Regions from separate parts of the Drosophila melanogaster genome. Here region 1 is linked to region 2. The links are chromatin contacts, called in public HiChIP or PLAC-seq maps. All regions are on one chromosome and are shown on one strand. Each heading gives the region's core, a stretch centred on a gene start, on an enhancer-like site or on the middle of the called end of the contact. The rest is flanking DNA. Distances are from core to core; before and after follow the strand shown. Region 1 holds the start of Hs6st (Heparan sulfate 6-O-sulfotransferase). Region 2 holds the start of CG4733.

Region 1 (3,160 bases), core at 544-3,043, 120 kb before region 2:
CTGCTGCGCCTGCTGCTGTTGCTGCTGCTGCAGCGAGGTCACAGTTTGGTTCGGCGGCGGCGCATTAATGCGCGATATCAGAGCAGAATTTGGATTCTGTTGCATGCCGCCGCCTTGGCCCACACCGCCCACATTGCCTGCTCCCTGCATGAAGGGCGGACGCGCCTGACCAGGCTGGTTGGGATACATCCAGCGGTTTTGGCCGGGTCCCACGTTTTGCTGGAAGTTCTGATTCTGCATTTGATTGGAAACGAATTGATTCTGCTGCTGCTGCTGCAATAGTTGCTGCTGCTGCTGTGGATTGAGTAAGCCCGCTGGGGGATTTGGACCGGGCTGCTGTTGCTGCATCGTGTTCATGTTCATGACCTGCTGCTGAGGATTGCCTTGTTGTTGCTGTTGCTGCTGCTGTTGTTGTTGCTGTTGCTGCTGCTGGGCTGGAGTGGTGTCCATGGGCATGCCCTGCCCTTGTTGTTGCTGACCAGCTTGATTTTGTTGCTGTTGTTGTTGCTGCTGCACTGTAGCCTGTGCCGCATTGGGTGCAGCCATTTGGGCCGCCATGCTGTTGGGACTAGGTGCTCTCTCCTTGAGGCTGTATCCCTTTAGAAGCACTAGGTGTCTTATGTTCTTGGCATAGTTTTTGCTCGTAATGGGCTGATCTCCGTCGGCCTTCATGAAAAGTTTGAACAACACCGGCATCTTGCGTGGCGCAATAATGGAGAGATTGATTTTGCGCTCGTTGAAGAGCGCCGCCAGCTGCTCACATGATTTGCCCGGATACTTCCACGACTCCGTTGTGGGCATCTGGTACGGCGGACTGTTGCAGATGAGAATGCAGTGCCTCTGGACGCTGGTCTGATCGAGCAACTGGCGCCTTTCGCTGATGTCATCAAAACAGCCGTGGGCCGCAGCAAATCCTTCGGCCATGTGGGCACAGGACTCCATTCCGCCTCCCACTAGTGGCAATCTTTCGATCGTCTCCATCACTTTTTGGGGCTGCAGAAAGGGACCATAGGTTGAACAAACTGGCTCCAGCAGATTGGCCGCTGTACGGTAGACCACAATACCGTACAGAGTGGCAAAGCGCTCCGCAATCAGGTATTCCCGCTCGTCGATGGAGCCAGTGGTGAAGTGCTCCAAAGTCGGCAGGATGTAGTTGGTCTTTAGTTCGTTGATGTAGGCTCCGTTGATGGCGCTGCCCTCGATGACGAAGACCACGTCGGCCAGGGGAATCTGGTCCACCTCCATTGGACGATGGGAGTTGGCTTTAAGTTGAAAAACTTGTTGCAAAAAATGTAAACTATGTTGTCTGCTTTACACCGCTCTTTTACTTTTTTCGTTTGTTTTGCATATCGCTCTGCTGCTATCGATAGTCAACTTATGGTTATCGCTCAGCGATTGCTAGGGCTGCAAAATAAATGAATATTCAAAAGTGCCCATAAAGTTGGATTTAAGAATATGCAGATTGCCTTGAAAACTTGTTTCTATTGAATTCTTTTTCTATTTTCACAAATAAAAAAACGTTTGGTGTTTATCTAATTAACTTAAAATTGAATATTGCATACAAAAGATAACTATAAATAAGATATTACGATGTTTTATGTTAGGTATCATAATTATAGTTGTTTTATGTATGTATTTTCAATGGAACTATAAAGTTAATTCTTTAAATATTCGTTACCAATAGTTTATATCGATGGTTGCAAGTGCTGCCAGACTCTCGCAGCGAGTTTCCGTTCGGCAGTCTGGCAGCGCGGTCAGCTGTTCCTATTGCCCAACTTGCGCAGTTCGTTTTGTTCAGTTCATTCGCCGATTTTGAAGAATGCGGACGTTGACGCTGGTACCGCGTCGTTTTGCCAAAATAATTCGTAAAAAATATACGCAAAACGCTTAGAAAGTGTCAATTAACTAAACATTAGCTATTGAGCAGTGCAAGTGCAGGAAAAACGATCGCAGAAATAGCCGAAAACACATGAAAGTGCGAATTGCGGGCTTTTTTGTGGCTGGCACAGAATGTGTGGCACAAAGCGGAAAGCGCGCTAATTGAGCGTGCGAGCGCCTGAAACGCAGAGAAATGTAAATAAATAAACGTGTGACGCCGCGACAATTGTGAAAAGTGCACAAACACGACGTTTGGCAAGTGAAAAGTGAGTGAAATCTAGATAAATTTCATTAAATTGCCCATTTCGCATCTGGCAAGAAGAACAGCTGTTGTTTGGCATCTCGCTCTGTCTGGTTGTCCTCTCTCTTATTTTGCCCTCTCTCTGTTTTTGTTGCTCCCCTTTGCTTCTGTTTTTTTTTACTGCAATGTTGCTAAATCGTTTGATTCTATTATTATAATTATACTCCTTGCCCTGACGTCACTGCCTCGAAAAACCTGATAATTTGGGTAGGCAATTAGCATGGTTTAAGTATAGTTTAGAGTACAGAGAAGTGAATTAAACGGCCATGTGTGCACAGCATGCATGCTTTTTTGTTATTGTTGCCTGGCAACATGTTTCGCCACATCTGCCTTTTTTTTCTTGTCTCTCTGTTAGTCCAATTTGCCAATAAGCAACTTTTCCATTTGTTTACAATAATTGTGATCGCTACAGAAGCACCGATCGTGAAGTAAAAAGCGCCTACATAAATATAAGGCACCAGTTATGCTTGGGCGTCACTCCGACTGCCGATCGCCAGTTATTTTAGTTGGGTGTTTGTACATTTAAATACCCTACCTAAATGCAACTTACTCGCATGTAGTCAATATCATTCAAACCCTAATATGTTACGCATTTTCCAATCGGGTTTATCACATATAAACAATATCGAAGCCAGATAAAGCGACTTGTGATAATAATCACCCATACAACAAAGGCTGTTCATTCATTATATTTACCATATTATTGATAACTATTTTTATAACTGAACTACAATATGTTCTTATAAATAAAGAATCACTAGATAATTTAAATATTAAATGAAATAAGTACAAACTATTTTTTAACTATAATAAGTTATTATTTGAGTAATTGCACGTATTATCATGTACGGATGTAGGTTTTTTGCTTTAAATAATAAACGTATTTAAACGTATTTTTAATTGATTAAGGGTATACTAAATGCATTGCTTTCGGCTCCGCCATTCACTTTCCACTATTGCGTCATTATTGGTTGATTTATG
Region 2 (3,511 bases), core at 27-2,526:
TGCGATTATTAGAAAACCATTTTAATATTATCTAAGCCAACTAATAAATTTTAAATAAAATAAATTTAATAAAATAAAAAATTTTATTTATTTAAAAAACGTTTAAAAAAAGTTTCGTTTGGATAACTCTTAATTACAAAATGTCTCATTGAGAATTAGCGTCATAAAAGTTATTTTGTTGACTTGGAATACACATTGACGTACGAAACTGACCTACAAATTTACTTATATTGAGTCAGTTTTTTTTTTACAAAAACTCTGATAAGTCGTTTCGTTTTCAATTTTAGTCACTGTCATATGAGGTGCATAATAAAACGCAGAAACATTGTGCAAAACAAAGTTTCTAAATAGATCTGCAATGAGGAAAGGCGTTTGCAAATCCATTTAGCGATGCTATTGTCTTGACCTCAGCTGTTGGTTGTACTATTTCGCCGTTTTTACGTGGGGTTCCAATGGGATAGGAACGGGAATGGGTTGGGGTTGGGAACGGGGACGAGATGAAACCGGGAGCTGCGTTGCGTTTGCGACTGCGGCTGCTGCTTCTTCAACTTTGTACTATTTATTCGAAAATAAATTTCGAAGTAGTTGCCGCTCACAGACACACGTGCACGCACACTGGCCCAATGCACTTTACATACACTTTACGAGCCAGAGTGCACTTGTGTGTGTATGTGTGTGGCTGGTGGGGTGTATGGTGGTGCATGACGTACATATAGTTTGATATTTGTCTGCCTTTATTAATGATTGCATTTGGGCCCGGAGGGCGCGTGCTGAGAACAACGGCGACACCGAGAGATTCCGTCATTAATTAATTAACCAAGCCGAACCGAAAGCGAAACCGACCAGAGGTTAATCGAAATTTTCGCGGCACGACATTTTTGCCGTGCGCTCTTCTTTTGGCGAAATGCGCGAAATATTAACAAACGGGGGAAAACACACGAGGCAGCGGGATATTTTGGAAAACTCTGGCAAGCTTCCGCTTGGCGAGTCTAAAATTAACAGCAAACAGAACCGAAAACAGAGCAGAATAGAACACAGAATCCACAGATCTGAAAATCCGAGTCCGAAATCGGAAAACCGTCGTATATCCGAGCGACTAGCGGTGCAGGCGATGCTGCTAAGGTCCGTGTTGTTACTGTAAATCTTCGGCCGCTGAAAATAACATCAGCCTCCGTTCTGCGAGCGATCGGTCGGTCCGCAGAGACGACGAGCCAACGGAGCGGATGAGCGAGAGTGCTACGCGGTGATCTCAGCTGTTGCTGCTGCTGCGGCTGCTGCTGCTCCTACTGCCGCTGCAACTACGCTAATGACACCAGCAGCCCCCAAGAACGAGCGCTCCCACACACGAGCGACCTGCGATCGAATCAGAGCTGAGCCGATCGACGGAAAAAGACGCTGACTAATCGGCTGGGAAATCCGCCAGATCGGATTAAGCTCATTTCGAAGGGAGCGGCAATACTGGACCGCAGGGTTCAAGGTTTTGGGTGTAAAAATACAATTTTCCCTTAATTTAACGTTATATGTGGAATATAATTTGCTTGGGAAAAAGGCATTATATAATATATACACCAATGGTTTTTTTGTTGGAAGAGATATTTATATCATAGAGAAAGCTATTTTAAAAATTTTTTAAGTAATTAGTAAAATTTTACTATTCTAAAAAATAATTAAATAAACAAAAAAATATAACGAACAATGTCTATAATTGTTATATTACATTCAGTTTTAATTAAAAGCTATAAAAGAGCTAAAAGTACAGCTCAGCAGCAGTGAGAGAGTAGGAGAGCGGCGCCCGAAAAGATCCATTACTTTGGCGTTCTTTGAGCAGCCGCTCCATCATCCTCTCGCTCTCTCTCTCTGCGCTCTCACCTACCCCCACACGACGGCGCAGCGGCAGCGACGTCGGCAGAACACTTGCCGCCGTTTACCCACTCACACGCACACTCACACACGCGTCACTCACACTGGCGAGCGCGAATCCATTGTCGAACATAAAAATACAAAAATCAAATCATAGGTGTTTGTTAATTATACACTGTGCCCTGGAGCCAGGGTGTCACGGTTCGTTTGAGAAGTTTGGACATGTCACGTAAATACCAGGTATTATAATAAAACGCTATTATTTGAATATAATAATAATATTATATTATAAGCATATTATATTATACTTACTTATACTTTACTTACTTATTAAATTCGTGAAATATACAGAGCATACTTTCAGGTACATACACCCCGAACTCAAATCTTTATCGTTATCAATACACGATCAACATAAATGTATTATTGTCGTATTAAATATTACAGAGAAGGGCATTCAAAGTGCCGGGTAAGTTTGGTTCTGCCTCTCTAGTTTCAAATTTGCCCGCCTCATTGAGCAGGAAAACAACAAATTCCCCAACAATAACAACGTCTACGGATCGCAGCGTTTATCTCGCTTATTTGCTAATGCTAAATGATCGTCTTCTTCCCCGCCTTCGGCGGCCTTCTTCCACTTCACATCGCAATGTTTGTTGCAAGTTGGCTTGTCCATATGTCTCTGTTGTTGCTATACCCATTTCGTTACTTGGCTTTTATGTTTGGGCCATCTAGCAGGTGGGCGGGGGACTTTTGTTGTTTAGCGAAACCCGAAAATGCCGAATAAATTGAAATGCGATTCATGGTTTATACCCAGATTATTTGTATATATGCATACACAGAACTGTAGGTAAATACGTAAGTATGGGAACCGCAAGTGCGGCTAACGATGACGCCAATATAATGATCATGATGATCAAATTGATGGTAATGATAATGGCGATATGAGCGCAGCTTCCGGTTTTGCGCCTCGGTATTTTTGTTAGTTTTTTGCGCTGGCTAACTTTATATGAATATTTATTACCTGCGCTTTTTTTGTATTGTTTTGCGGTGTGTAATTGATTTAAACCGAAAGATCTGCCGACATGTGTCGACTGTCACACCAGCTGACAGTTATTTCGGTTTAGTTCCATATTTGGGTTGGGCGCAAAGCGTGGCATCCCATTTGGCCATTTGGATTAGCCTAAAACTTGACCCAATTCAAGCTGATGTGTTGAGCCATCGCACAAAGGCGAACAAAAGGCTTTTATGCCAAAGCTGGACTGACAAAATAAAATCCAAGCTGCCCACACCAAAAAGAAAAGAAACAAAACATGTTCGGAAAATTCAATGGAGGTGCGAAAAGATCAATCAGCACAAAAAATCCATAAGCGGCTTAGCGTCTGGGGTGTTCATATTCTTAATTTAAATAGATTATTTTACTACTTCCAAAAGCTGGCATTCTTTTTAAGATAATCCAAGATTAGCAGAGCCCTCAAGATGTGCGTTCATCGGCGCACACACTGCGTATACTTGATTGCGCATACGCACTGGTGTCGCAGGCGAACGATACTGATATTTCTTCTGCTACGATATGTTTTCATAATATTCTTCAAATTTGTCTAGGCATTGACACATTAAATCGCTGACTTTCGCCATTGCTTTCTGCACAATC

The links. HiChIP or PLAC-seq counts read pairs in DNA pulled down with a chosen protein or histone mark.
Region 1: a Psq HiChIP or PLAC-seq map of the Kc167 cell line shows a contact between it and region 2, with 2.6 times the contacts expected there. The contact joins the promoter of Hs6st here to the promoter of CG4733 in region 2. A contact is called at or near these places in 11 of 107 Hi-C or Micro-C datasets (the D17-c3 cell line, the Kc167 cell line, the OSC cell line and 6 more) and 1 of 6 datasets of contacts at active chromatin or transcription factors (the Kc167 cell line).

What each region holds. Positions count from the first base shown.
Region 1 is chr3R:20,007,145-20,010,304 of dm6, reverse strand. It overlaps Hs6st (Heparan sulfate 6-O-sulfotransferase), which reads left to right and starts at 1,793. Exons shown (of 6, transcript NM_001275821.1): 1 at 1,793-2,144. MED25 (Mediator complex subunit 25) reads right to left here and starts at 1,358. Exons shown (of 1, transcript NM_142597.4): 1 at 1-1,358. The coding sequence starts at 1,245.
Region 2 is chr3R:19,888,454-19,891,964 of dm6, reverse strand. CG4733 reads right to left here and starts at 1,276. Exons shown (of 9, transcript NM_001260269.2): 1 at 711-1,276.